Linked DNA regions of Mus musculus: all the other regions are linked to region 1. The links are chromatin contacts, called in public HiCAR-type and promoter capture Hi-C maps. All regions are on one chromosome and are shown on one strand. Each heading gives the region's core, a stretch centred on a gene start, on an enhancer-like site or on the middle of the called end of the contact. The rest is flanking DNA. Distances are from core to core; before and after follow the strand shown. Region 1 holds the start of Dkc1 (dyskeratosis congenita 1, dyskerin). Region 2 holds the start of Rab39b (RAB39B, member RAS oncogene family). Region 3 holds the start of Vbp1 (von Hippel-Lindau binding protein 1).

What was found. Promoter capture Hi-C pulls out the DNA fragments that hold promoters and counts their contacts. HiCAR-type assays count read pairs that join an accessible place to other places.
Region 2: a contact with region 1 is called in a HiCAR-type map of astrocytes, with 2.6 times the contacts expected there. The contact joins the promoter of Rab39b here to the promoter of Dkc1 in region 1. A contact is called at or near these places in 1 of 39 promoter capture datasets (cranial neural crest) and 1 of 115 datasets of contacts at active chromatin or transcription factors (astrocytes).
Region 3: a promoter capture Hi-C map of erythroid cells shows a contact between it and region 1, with 86 times the contacts expected there. The contact joins the promoter of Vbp1 here to the promoter of Dkc1 in region 1. A contact is called at or near these places in 10 of 39 promoter capture datasets (the C10 cell line, the HPC-7 cell line, cranial neural crest and 6 more), 10 of 484 Hi-C or Micro-C datasets (the Ba/F3 cell line, CD8 T cells, cortical neurons and 5 more), 2 of 115 datasets of contacts at active chromatin or transcription factors (the 230-238 cell line and astrocytes) and 2 of 9 other capture datasets (adipose tissue and liver).

What each region holds. Positions count from the first base shown.
Region 1 is chrX:75,094,045-75,097,799 of GRCm38.p6, reverse strand. It overlaps Dkc1 (dyskeratosis congenita 1, dyskerin), which reads right to left and starts at 1,946. Exons shown (of 15, transcript NM_001030307.2): 1 at 1,673-1,946; 2 at 899-966; 3 at 431-517. The coding sequence starts at 1,688.
Region 2 is chrX:75,576,311-75,580,065 of GRCm38.p6, reverse strand. It overlaps Rab39b (RAB39B, member RAS oncogene family), which reads left to right and starts at 1,835. Exons shown (of 2, transcript NM_175122.6): 1 at 1,835-2,273. The coding sequence starts at 2,059. Gm25421 (a small nuclear RNA gene) reads left to right here and starts at 1,095; the gene lies at 1,095-1,258.
Region 3 is chrX:75,512,461-75,516,215 of GRCm38.p6, reverse strand. It overlaps Vbp1 (von Hippel-Lindau binding protein 1), which reads right to left and starts at 1,919. Exons shown (of 6, transcript NM_011692.2): 1 at 1,788-1,919. The coding sequence starts at 1,877.

The DNA of each region.
Region 1 (3,755 bases), core at 697-3,196:
TCCAATGCCCTCCTCTTCTGGTGTGTCTGAAGACAGTTACAATATACTCACATAAAAGAAATAATTGTTAAAAAAAAAAGTGGCCTAGGATCACATATACTCTTATTTCAAAGGCGTCTGGCTTCAAAACCCCATGTTCTTAGGCACTGAAACAGTCTACAGGAGTTGATTTCAAAAGTGCAATTGTCTAAAACCTAACAGCAATTGACATTTTGGTGACATACTATATTCCATGCTACATCATTTAAAGTTTTCTAAATGTAAACTATGCTGGCAGTGAGCATTCCTTTTTTGAGACAGGGTCTCTTTATGTAAACTAGGCTTGCCTGGCCCACTGGAATAAAGAGCATGCAACACAACACCCCAGCAGTAAGCATTAACTAGAAATAATATGGAATTCAAGCATCCATCTGATACACAGAAAACATACCTTTAGTAACAAGGGCCACTGAGAAGTGTCTAATTGAGCCACTTTAGATTCTGGTTTGATAAGAAATTCTTCAGCATGTTGTATTTCCTTCAATAGAGCAGAAACATTTCTCAGCTTAATTTTGGAAGTGCATGCCTTTTAAACAAGAGGAAAGGAGGGGTGTGATTTCTGAAACCCAGGTCACTCAACTTTAGGAAGATCAAGTTGAATCCAAATATTTTAACAAAACCATGGGTCTGCTGATGGAGTAAGGCAGAGAAATTCAGGGTCAATAGCTCACCATTTAGCATGCCATGCATGTTAGAAAATTTCTCTGGGAGTTGTATGATTTCAGGTTTTTGCCCGTTCTACATAATGACCACTAAGTACTAGCATATTGATTGAGAATATTTAAAAGCACTTTCCCCCTTTAATGTGCTGTTTACTAAATTATCTCAATCAGTCGAAGCAAAGTAAATTTCTACTCACGGCAACATCATCTTCTTGTAATGGCTTCCGGTCTTTTTTCTTCTTATGCTTCTTTGGGAATGTAATTACTACAAGAAACAAACTCAATATTTGAAGATTTTGAAAACTAAAACCAAAGTTTAAAATTAACTCTAAAATCGGGACAAAGAAAACATTTTAAAGTCTGACATTACTGGAGAGAACTTACGTTTGTGAGGCCAAACACTAGGATGGCTTGGCTGGTAAATGACTCTAGCACGTGTTGGCTTCCCTTCGGGTTCTCCACGTGGCTGTGGCAAGGCCAAATATTACTTAGGGAAGCACTTGTCCACAGGCTGGAAAGTTTCACAAACGAACACTGCACTGTCCATAGGGGCTTGTGATCTCTTAAAGTTTTTCTTGTAGGTCTGAGTTACACTTGCTTCCAACTCCTCTGTTCCTTTCCTTCCTAACCCTTGCTCTGCACCTTTGCTACCCTCATTTCCATAATGTCCTGCCTAGTGCCAGCAGAAATGCTACCGCGTCTCCTTATCACGACACAGTCGCCTCCACGGCTGATGCCTTTGGGAGGGGACCCTGGTAGAATCTTTTGCACGAAGCCAGGATCTAATGAAGCCTAGTCACTGGTCACGAATGCGTGCATTCACAGGTAGAGCCAGAGCCGAGTGGTGAGACAGCCAAACTGCGAGCGGGAACACGGGGAACCGCGGGTCACGATGCAATCTCACTATAACTAGCTCCGGGTCGTGTAGGAGGCCCCACAGGTCTCATGGCACTGCCACCAGAACCTCTTACCTTCTGCATCCGCCATCTTGAACTGCACCGCGTGCGTCCCGCCCAAGCCGCCACAAACTAAGAACTGTAGACTCCTATGGTGTGAGACCCGTCCGGGCACGTCATTAGGACCCGCCCACCGTTGCACCGCCCCTAGCTTGCTGATATAAAAAAGGGACGTAGAGAAGAGGAGGAGGAGGAGGAGGACAGGACGGGGTACGGGGGCAGGAATCTCTACGAACCCGCGGACTGTCTACTCAATCCCATTGGCTGATTCGGCCACGGAGGTGTGACCGCACATGCGCCTGGAAGCTCCCCCTCACTCCTCCCCACCCCAACCCCACACTGCCAACCCTTGGCAGAGCGCCTTGGAACCTTGGCCAGGCTTCTGCAGTAACAGACTACAGCGGGTGGGCTGTACTGTACCCTCCTCCAGTCTAGCTTCAGCTTCAGCACTTGGACATCCTTCTTAGCGCGCTATAAATAGCTGGTTTTAACTCAAACAGACATTTTTTTGCTTGCTATCATGTCAGTTTCAATTGAAAAAGACATTGAGGTACACAGTGTCAAAGTGAAAGCTGTTTACTCCTTGAAATTCCTATTAAGTTATGGCTGTATTGGCCAATAGGAATTGAGTGCAAGCCTCGTGTAAACTTTTAAATTTTCTAGCAGCTACATCAAACTAAAAAGGTTGAAAGTGATTCTGGTAGTTAATTTTACATAACCCTGCGGATCTGGCATGTTATTTTAATACGGAAGCAATATGCAGCAGTGTGTAATGTTTTGCTTTTTTCTGTATGAAGTTTTTTTCCAGTGTGTTTCACACTTAACCTGTACACTTAAGTTCGAATTCCACAGCCTGGACATCAAGTGCAGAGCTCTAGTGGCTGAGATAATGTAACAGCCAGAAAGTAACAGCTCTAGGATTGAGCCCTGACTTTTGTCGGGTAGAGTCTTCTGGCTGTTAATCCGAGCTACTGCCTTTGAGATAAGATCTCTGGAATATCCTCCTTCACCCTGTTTCCTATTCTACCTCTGTAGATTCTTTTGGCTTTCTGGATTCATAACCCATATCTAGTGAATTTGATAGATCATTAGTTATCTTCATTGTAGATGGAATCATTTGCCAATAGTTTTCCAGTTAGTTGTTGCTGACAAAAAAAAAAAAAATAGTATTCTTTTTCTTCTGATCTACAATGCTAAAATCAGATTTTTTCAGTTTTTTTTTCTGTTTTTTTTTTCTTTTTTACTATGACTTACAATGGGTTTTTATGTCTTTATGGAATTCATTTTGCTAATAGTGGTAATGATCAGAATTGACTATTAACAGATAAGACCCTTAGAATTAAATGTTATTTTATAATGCTCCAGTGATAATTAATAGGGTGAGTAAATCTGAAGTACTCATTTGCCATTTGTCCAGTGCCTTCATCTTTGTCCTGTATCTCTATGCTCAAATCTTTTTGGAGAGATTTTGCTTTCGGAGAGTTCCAGAACCCGTGGATTTTTCTTCACTCTTACTTCTCTAACCATCATTATAATGTCTCTATTTCTCCAGTAGCTTCCTGAAGTCCCAACTTTTTCTACTTTCCCTAGATTGTCTTAATAAGCAGCCTGAAAGTATCATTAAACTTAGGTCCTGTTTATGCTTAAAATACTTTTTAAGGGTTGATGATAAGGTTCAACAGTGAAGTGTGAGTGAGTGAGTGAGTGAGTGAGTGAGTGAGTGATGGATGAGAGCAAAGAAAGAAAAGTTCATTCCCCTCAGACAGATTTTCTTAAGCCAAGAGTTAACCTCTGCTTTGCCCCAGGACACAATTTAAAAACCTAGAAGCTGCAGGAGAAAAAAAAATGTGTTTGAAAACAATCTTAAGAGTTTGTAAATGTGTGTCTCTGCACAGGAAAACAAAAAATCCAGTCTCTTCTCAAAGATTAGGGATTTAAGTCTCTGAAGTTTCCCTCTCCTAATTTAGGGTTGGTCAGTTTGAAGAAAGATAGAGTGGTTGATTAGCCTACTGTTTTGTAGCAAGCCCTGAACCAGCCTTGAATTTGTTGAGCTAGTTCACCAGCAGGGTCTCACAGGTGGAAGACAAAGGCTTACAGG
Region 2 (3,755 bases), core at 586-3,085, 480 kb before region 1:
ATGTTTATAATTTTAAATTCTTTTGTCATTGCTCTTTATTTTACACTTCCTACTACAAAATAATAATTTTGGGAAAAGATAAAGTTGTAACTTTCATGGTGGTATAAAAAATGAACACTTGTTTAAAAAAAGAAAGAAAGAAAAGAAAAGAAATCAGCATCCCTGACCTCAAGCTGTATTACAGGGCAATAGTGATAAAAACTGCCTGGTACTGGTAAAGGGACGGGAAGGAAGATCAATGGAATAAAATTGAAGACCCAGAAATGAACCCACACTTGATCTCTGTCAAAGGAGCTAAAACCATCCGGTAGGAAAAAAACAAAAACAAAAACAAACAAACAAAAAAAGCCTCAGAAAAAGTGTAGAGACTGAAGAAAAGGTCATCCAGAGATTGCCCGACCTGGGGATCCATCCCATATACAGTCACCAAACACAGATACTATTGTGGATGCCAAGAAGTACTTGCTGACAGGAGTCTGATACAGAGCCTGACAAATACAGAGATCTATGCTCACAGCCAACCATTGAACTGAGCACAGGGTCCCAAATGGAGGAGTTAGAGAAAGGACTGAAGGGGTTGAAGGGGTTAGCAACCCCATAGGAAAAACAACAATATCAACCAACCAGAACCCCCAGAGCTCCCAGAGACTAAACCACCAACCAAAGAGTACACATGGAGCGACTCATGGCTCCAGCTGCATATGTAGCAGAGGATGGCCTTGTGGGACATCAATGGGAGGAGAGGCCTTTGGTCTTGTGAAGGCTTGATGCCCCAGTGTAGGGGAATGCCAGGACCAGGAAGTGGGAGTGGGTGGTTGGGTGTGGGAGCACCCTCATAGAACAGTGGGAGGGAGAATGGGATGGGGGGTTCTGGAGGGGAAACCGAGAAAGGGTAAAACATTTTAAATGTAAATAAAGAACATATCCAATAAAAATAAGCATTAAATCTAAACATATTTCTCAGAATATATGCAAATAATCATGAAAAGAAATCTTAAAAATATTCAATATCACTAATCATAAAGAAAGTGCAAATCACAGTAGAATATCATCTCACCAAGATATGAAGGACAATTATCAAAAAGACAAAAGAGATACTTACCTAGCACAAGATATGCCATGATCATGAAAGCGGATTACCCATAGCAAGGTTTATACATTGCACTCAAAATGTGCTGACTCCCTGGGATTTCTCCTACTGCTGGGAAACTTTATTGCATATTTTATGGTAATGAGGAGACTGATTTTGTGCTCTTCTAATCAGCAGAGGGGAACAAGATTAAAGATAACAAGTGTGTGTGTGTGTGTGTGTGTGTGTGTGTGTGTGTGTAGAGCAAAGGGAACCCTTGCACACCACTGGTTATAAATAAATTAGGACAGCTATTAGGGAAAACAGTGTGAATGTTCTTTTAAAAATGTGTTGGAAATGGAGAGACGTATATGACACTTTGTTATTTGCACAAAAAGTATAGGATTAAATTTTGTGTCTTTTAAAAAATAAATAGCAATAAATGCACATGCATATGCCTGAATAATAATATTTGCATGTTTGAGCATGGAAACCCGGAGAAGACAATTATTCGACTTTTGTTTACTTTTATGTATTTTTCTAGATTTAATAAAAATTAATTAGATTTGCAATTGTAACGGCAGAGAGATTTTTATATTAATTTTTATAATAATTTTTATATTAATAGGAGAGTGGTCGGTATAATTAAAAACAGAACACATTACTCTCCTGTCCGTTTTTGTGTGCGCTCCTCTAACAGACAGTGTGGTGAAACTACTGCCGCGTCTACGCAGAGAATTACAGTAACTCGGTTTTCAGTGATGAGTCAGAGTGCGTGGTGCTGATGCTGCTGCCATTTCATCACCTTTGCGAGCGCAGCATCCATCCCTTCGTTCCCCCAGCGCCTGGGCCTACCTTGCTTCAGGCTACCAGGCCAGTGATGTTCTCGCGGCCGATCTAGAAACGGGTTGATCTGTGCTAAGGCCTTGGTGGGGCGCCCCCTCCCGCCTCCCCAGGCCCGGGCCGAAGAGTCCTGCCAGGCCACTGCCATGGAGGCCATCTGGCTGTACCAGTTCCGGCTCATTGTCATCGGCGATTCCACGGTGGGCAAGTCCTGCCTGATCCGCCGCTTCACCGAGGGCCGCTTTGCTCAGGTTTCAGATCCCACCGTGGGGGTAGATTTTTTCTCCCGTTTGGTGGAGATCGAGCCAGGAAAACGCATCAAGCTCCAGATCTGGGATACAGCGGGTCAAGAGAGGTTCAGGTGGGAGTGCACCACGGGCCCGCGCGAGCAGTGGGAGGGTCTTTGGGGCTTATTCAGTCCCTGGGGAAAGAGGACTTCCCGGTTCTTTTCGCGATGCTGCCAGGGTGACAAACAAGGGTCTGTCTGGGGCTTTTCAAGCCCACTTTGAGCTACCTTTGAGTTCGATGCAGGAAAGAACCGCCCAGGCAGGAGAAGGCCATTCATTATCACATTATTTGAACCACAACTCCATCAATCTGCTTTTGGTAGCTAATAAATAACTTGAAATTGATCACTGTATAATTCATCAAAATCAGACCCTATGATTCATAGTTTAAAAAAATCCAAGTCATTTTAACATAACTGAAAGCTATAGGTAGGTAGATGTATATTGACTTCTTTCTATATATCCGTTTATATTTGTGGGGAAGAAAAGACAGAGGGAGAGACAGAGACACAGAGAGAATGAATATGCCCTAATATAAAGGAAATGGAGACTGATTAATTGACTGTCTTGTAACCATCATACAGTCAGTTGCCAGAGGGTGGAATCATTTCTGAAGAAATAGTATGAGGTTACTCACATAAGAGAATTCCATATAAAGTAAATAGTCAGAGCCCCTGACTTCTTGGAACTTCAGTACTAGCATGGTCAGAAGAAACAGAAACAGAGGCAACACACAAAAGAGTGTTTTGTTGTTTGTATTTATATGCCACTCCCTACTGTACCACTGGGCACATAATCATTCAGCATGTTTATTTTTCTTTCACAATCCTTTGCTCTTCCTTTGTAGTATTTATTTGTAATTTCATGTATGAATACAGAGGAGAGACCGGAGAAGATGAAGCCCAAGTAAAGATAGGAAATGCCCAGAATAGGGAAAAGCATAAATAAAACATAAGTGACAGAAAACAAACTAATAAAAACTTTGTAGAGAACAGTTTGAACTAAAGTAAGGTAGAACAGGAGGAACCAGAGCAAAAGGACTCAGTTCATAAACACTGACTCATTCTCCACTGAACATTAGTTGGACGCAGAAGATACTAGTTAGGTAATTAAGTTGCCTCTAACTTCCCACTTGTACAAAGCTCTGGCAAATACTTTATATAAGTTCTCATGAATAAAGAAAGGTCTCTTATATATGTTTGCTGGGATCTCTGTATGAATGGCTTGTTCATATTTACTATTTATTATGTATTATATAGTATTGATTTGTAGGACTACTTTACAGATTATCCCAACACCAACAGTGGTGGCATAGCCCTATAATTCCAGCCCTCTGAAGGCTGAGGCAAGAGAACGATAAGTAGTTGAAGGCCAGCCTGGACTTCTGTCTAACAAAAAGAACATTAACCCTTTTATGTCATGTATGTTGTGAGCTATTTCCCCAATATGTCATTTGTATTTTTATGTTTTTTTTTAATTTAGGGTCAGTGTCTAGTTCTATATAACTTTACACTATGATTAAAATACTTTGATATCTTCTGTGCTAAATACAAACC
Region 3 (3,755 bases), core at 670-3,169, 420 kb before region 1:
TGCTAGCAATGAAGCACACTGCCTACTCATGTGCCCTAGTCACTAAAGAATTGAGCAAATTGTGTGCCAAAGTTATCATTTTTCTTACTGATTTAATTCAATTGAATACATATTTTATTTTTCAAAATAAGTCCATAAATATTGTCACCCATAGAAACTCAAGACTAAGCAGCAAGATGGAAGTTGGGTAGGATTCAAATACTCTCAGACATAGAATTTTATGTTGTTAAAATATCATGCCACTTCCATTAGTTTTGGAACATCAAGATAATTATATAAAGTTTGGACTGCTTATTACATCGTGTTGGTATAAAATTTAACCATAAAATTTTACAGCCAGTTGTCACAGTGTCTGTCTTTAACCTACAAACTTGGAAAGCAGAAGCAGGACAGGCACTATGAATTTGAGGCCATCCTAATCCAAACAGTGAGTTCTAAGCCAACCTGGGCTGTCTCAAAAAAATAAATAAATAAAATAAATAAATAAAAGTTTATTTTACGGTAAATCCCTCAGATAAAGTTTGTATTCATTAATTCCATTTCTGAAGTTACTGCTATCGGGTTATATTTAAGACAGAATGGAAATTTATATATTTACATCCTTATATATCAGGCATTATAATAGGATCAGGAGAAATAACACAAAATTTCCTCACCTCTAAGTAGCAGAGCATGACCAAAGAGGTTCTAAAGCTCTCCTGACTGCTCAAATGCTACTTCTGGATACCTCTATTTCTGGGTTTCATCAACTACATCTACAAAATTTGAACAACAGTAACTCCCTCATAAAGTTTTGCAAATTTTCTAAGAAAATTTCTGAACCTCAGAAAATATTACTTCATGTAAAGATCACTTGAAAAATATTTTTAAAAGCACAGAACATTGAGAATACACATAAAAATTTATTCCACCAGCACATTAAAATATACAATATAAAATGTGATTTAAGTAAAAGAAAAAAAGGGTCTTTTGAAGAATGTTAGCAATAAGACAGAATATATATAATTTTTGGTACATACCAAAAAAGAATCAAGGAAATTTTGACTAAGATTTTATATGCTTCAGTACAAATATTTAACTTGGGTCGGTCCTGTTACATGAAACCTTCCAATTGCATTTCCCACAATCTTCACAACTGCATAAAATTTGTTGTCTACAAACTGCTTAAATAGTATTACTAAAAGCAAATATAAAATGGTTTCAAAAACCTAATAACAGCCGGTTGCCCATTACATAAGCCTCAATTCTTAAAAGCAAGAACACATGGACTTAACGTTTGTGCTAACGTTTACTTTTCTCAGCAGTCTGCTTCCATTCCCAAGGAAACGGACCACGGCCGTGCTCAAGCTGACTGGGTGCCACTCAGTACCCACACCCTACAAACAGCTGCTCTGCCTGCTCTCTGTGCTAAATGTCCACCCATCTACATCTCCGGCATCACTGCGGTCTTGAGCTCAATAACCGTTGCTGCTGTTTTTTGTTTTTCTTTAGGCGACAACAGGCAGCAACTGGTCAGTTTCAAGGGACGCCACGCCCCAATCCGCCTCGCATCCGTCTCCAGCTACCCAGTTCTCCTCCCTGCTCCCTCTTCTGGGCCGGGGTTGGACTACCTTTCTTCAAAGCTATCGCCCGCCAGGCCTAAAAAGCCAAGATGCAGGAAGAGGCAAAAGGCCAGACATTCCCTTCCGGGACCCTTTAGCTCTGTTCCTCCCAACGACCCAGACCTGGGAAGTGACTGGAAAGCAATCTCCAATATCAGATTAAGACGCTGAGAAAGAGTTTCTTACCACAAACACTGCTTCAGGAATCCCTAAGTGGAGCCGCCGCCCGTTTCCAGCAGCAGTTTCTAGGCCGCATCCGTCCTTAGCCGCCGCCATCTTCAGAAAGCACCAGAGCAAATAACTACCTTCTGAGGCATCGATCGTTGGCGTCAGTGATTGGATCGTTTGCACTTCAGACCCGCCTCTCTCCCTGCGAATCTGCGTATTCATTGGTGCTTACGTCGTGGGTGGTGATTGGCTACACGCATGTGACTGACAAGCTTAGAAAGGATGTGTTGGAAAAGCCAGAAGGCTAATGCTTATTCTAATGCTTAATCTCAGAGATCTAAGGAATGGGCAAGGATAAAGCCCTGGGAATTCAGACCATGCCAAACCGCAGCCCCACCTGCACCTGAAGATATCAAGAGACTACACTCCAGAGTGGCTTCTGAGGCAATCCCAATTCCCTTTTGCAGACCAGTGAACTTCATTCTGAGTGTGTATGCCCTGGACTCATAAGAAATACACCAATCTTTCTCACAAGCCACCTTCAGTGAGATACTTGTCGGCTTCCAGGTCAAAACTTTCGATATGTTTATAGTTTATGTGAAAAAAATGCCAAGAGCTGTGCTTAAATTCTTAGATCCAAAGACTTCCCAGAGTTTTGTCCTCCACAACAACTCTTTAAAAAGCAAATCTATCAATAAACCAGATATGCATAATCACTGCAGGAGACCCTGTTTGCAAATAAAAGCAAAAGTAGCTTATAAAACAAAGCAAGCCAGTATCAATTTGTCTTAGTCAGGGTTTCTATTCCTGCACAAACATCATGACCAAGAAGCAGTTGGGGAAAAAATGGTTTATTCAGCTTACGATTCCATACTGCTGTTCATCACCAAAGGAACTCAGGACTGGAACTCAAGCAGGGCAGGAAGCAGGAGCTGATGCAGAGGCCATGGAGGGATGTTCTTTACTGGCTTGCCTTACCTGGCTTGCTCAGCCTGCTCTCTTATAGAACCCAAGACTACCAGCCCAGAGATGGTCCCACCCACAAGGGGCCTTTCCCTCTTGATCACTAATTGGGAAAATGCCTTACAGTTGGATCTCATGGAGGCATTTCCTCAACTGAAGCTCCTTTCTCTGTGGTAACTCCAGCTGTGTCAAGTTGACACATAAAACCAGCCAGAACAACATGGCAGGGAAACTATAGCCATGAAATCTCAACAATATGGTTGCCTAGCCAAGTCCTACATAATGACCCCAGCAGCATACACGTTAATGGGAATGAGGGAAATTTCACACAGCCCTACACTAGATGATGAACTACAATCAGTCAATGGCTGCTGAGGGAGGGAGAATCAATTTTCTCCAGAGACAAGCCCCCCTGATAGGTTGCCAAATCTTAAATGGTCAGCCCCAAGTACATGTACATATGAACAACATTAAATGTACTCAGTTATAAGTTTATATAAGATACAGTAATAATCATACAAGAAGGGACCATGAATCCAAGAGGGAGTGGGCAGGAGTTAAGAGGGAAAAAGTTAGGGTGGGAAAAATAGCAAAAATAAATACATGATAAAGTTGAGATGAGATTTATACAACTTGGGAAGCCTTTGTATTTAGTTCATATATGGTTTTGATAACTAAAAAAAAAAAAAGACAGTAAAAATAAAAATGTTCTCTACCACTAAAAAACACCCTGTACACATTTATATAATTTAAAATAAAATAAAATCTTTAAAATAGTTCACCTCTTCTTGTCCTTTGTGTCAACTGAAATGAGAAAGTAAAACCTATTTTATTGAAACTCATGAGCAAAGAGGGAGTTTTTTTTTTTTACGAACAATTCCTACCTTTAAATTGATTAATAAGATTTCAGTTTGCCCCAAATTCTATAATATTACTCCTAAAAAGAACATTCTTTTTCTCCATTCCTCTTCTTCCTCCTTCTTTCCCTCTCTACTTTGCTCCCTTCCCTTCTTCCCCAATTTT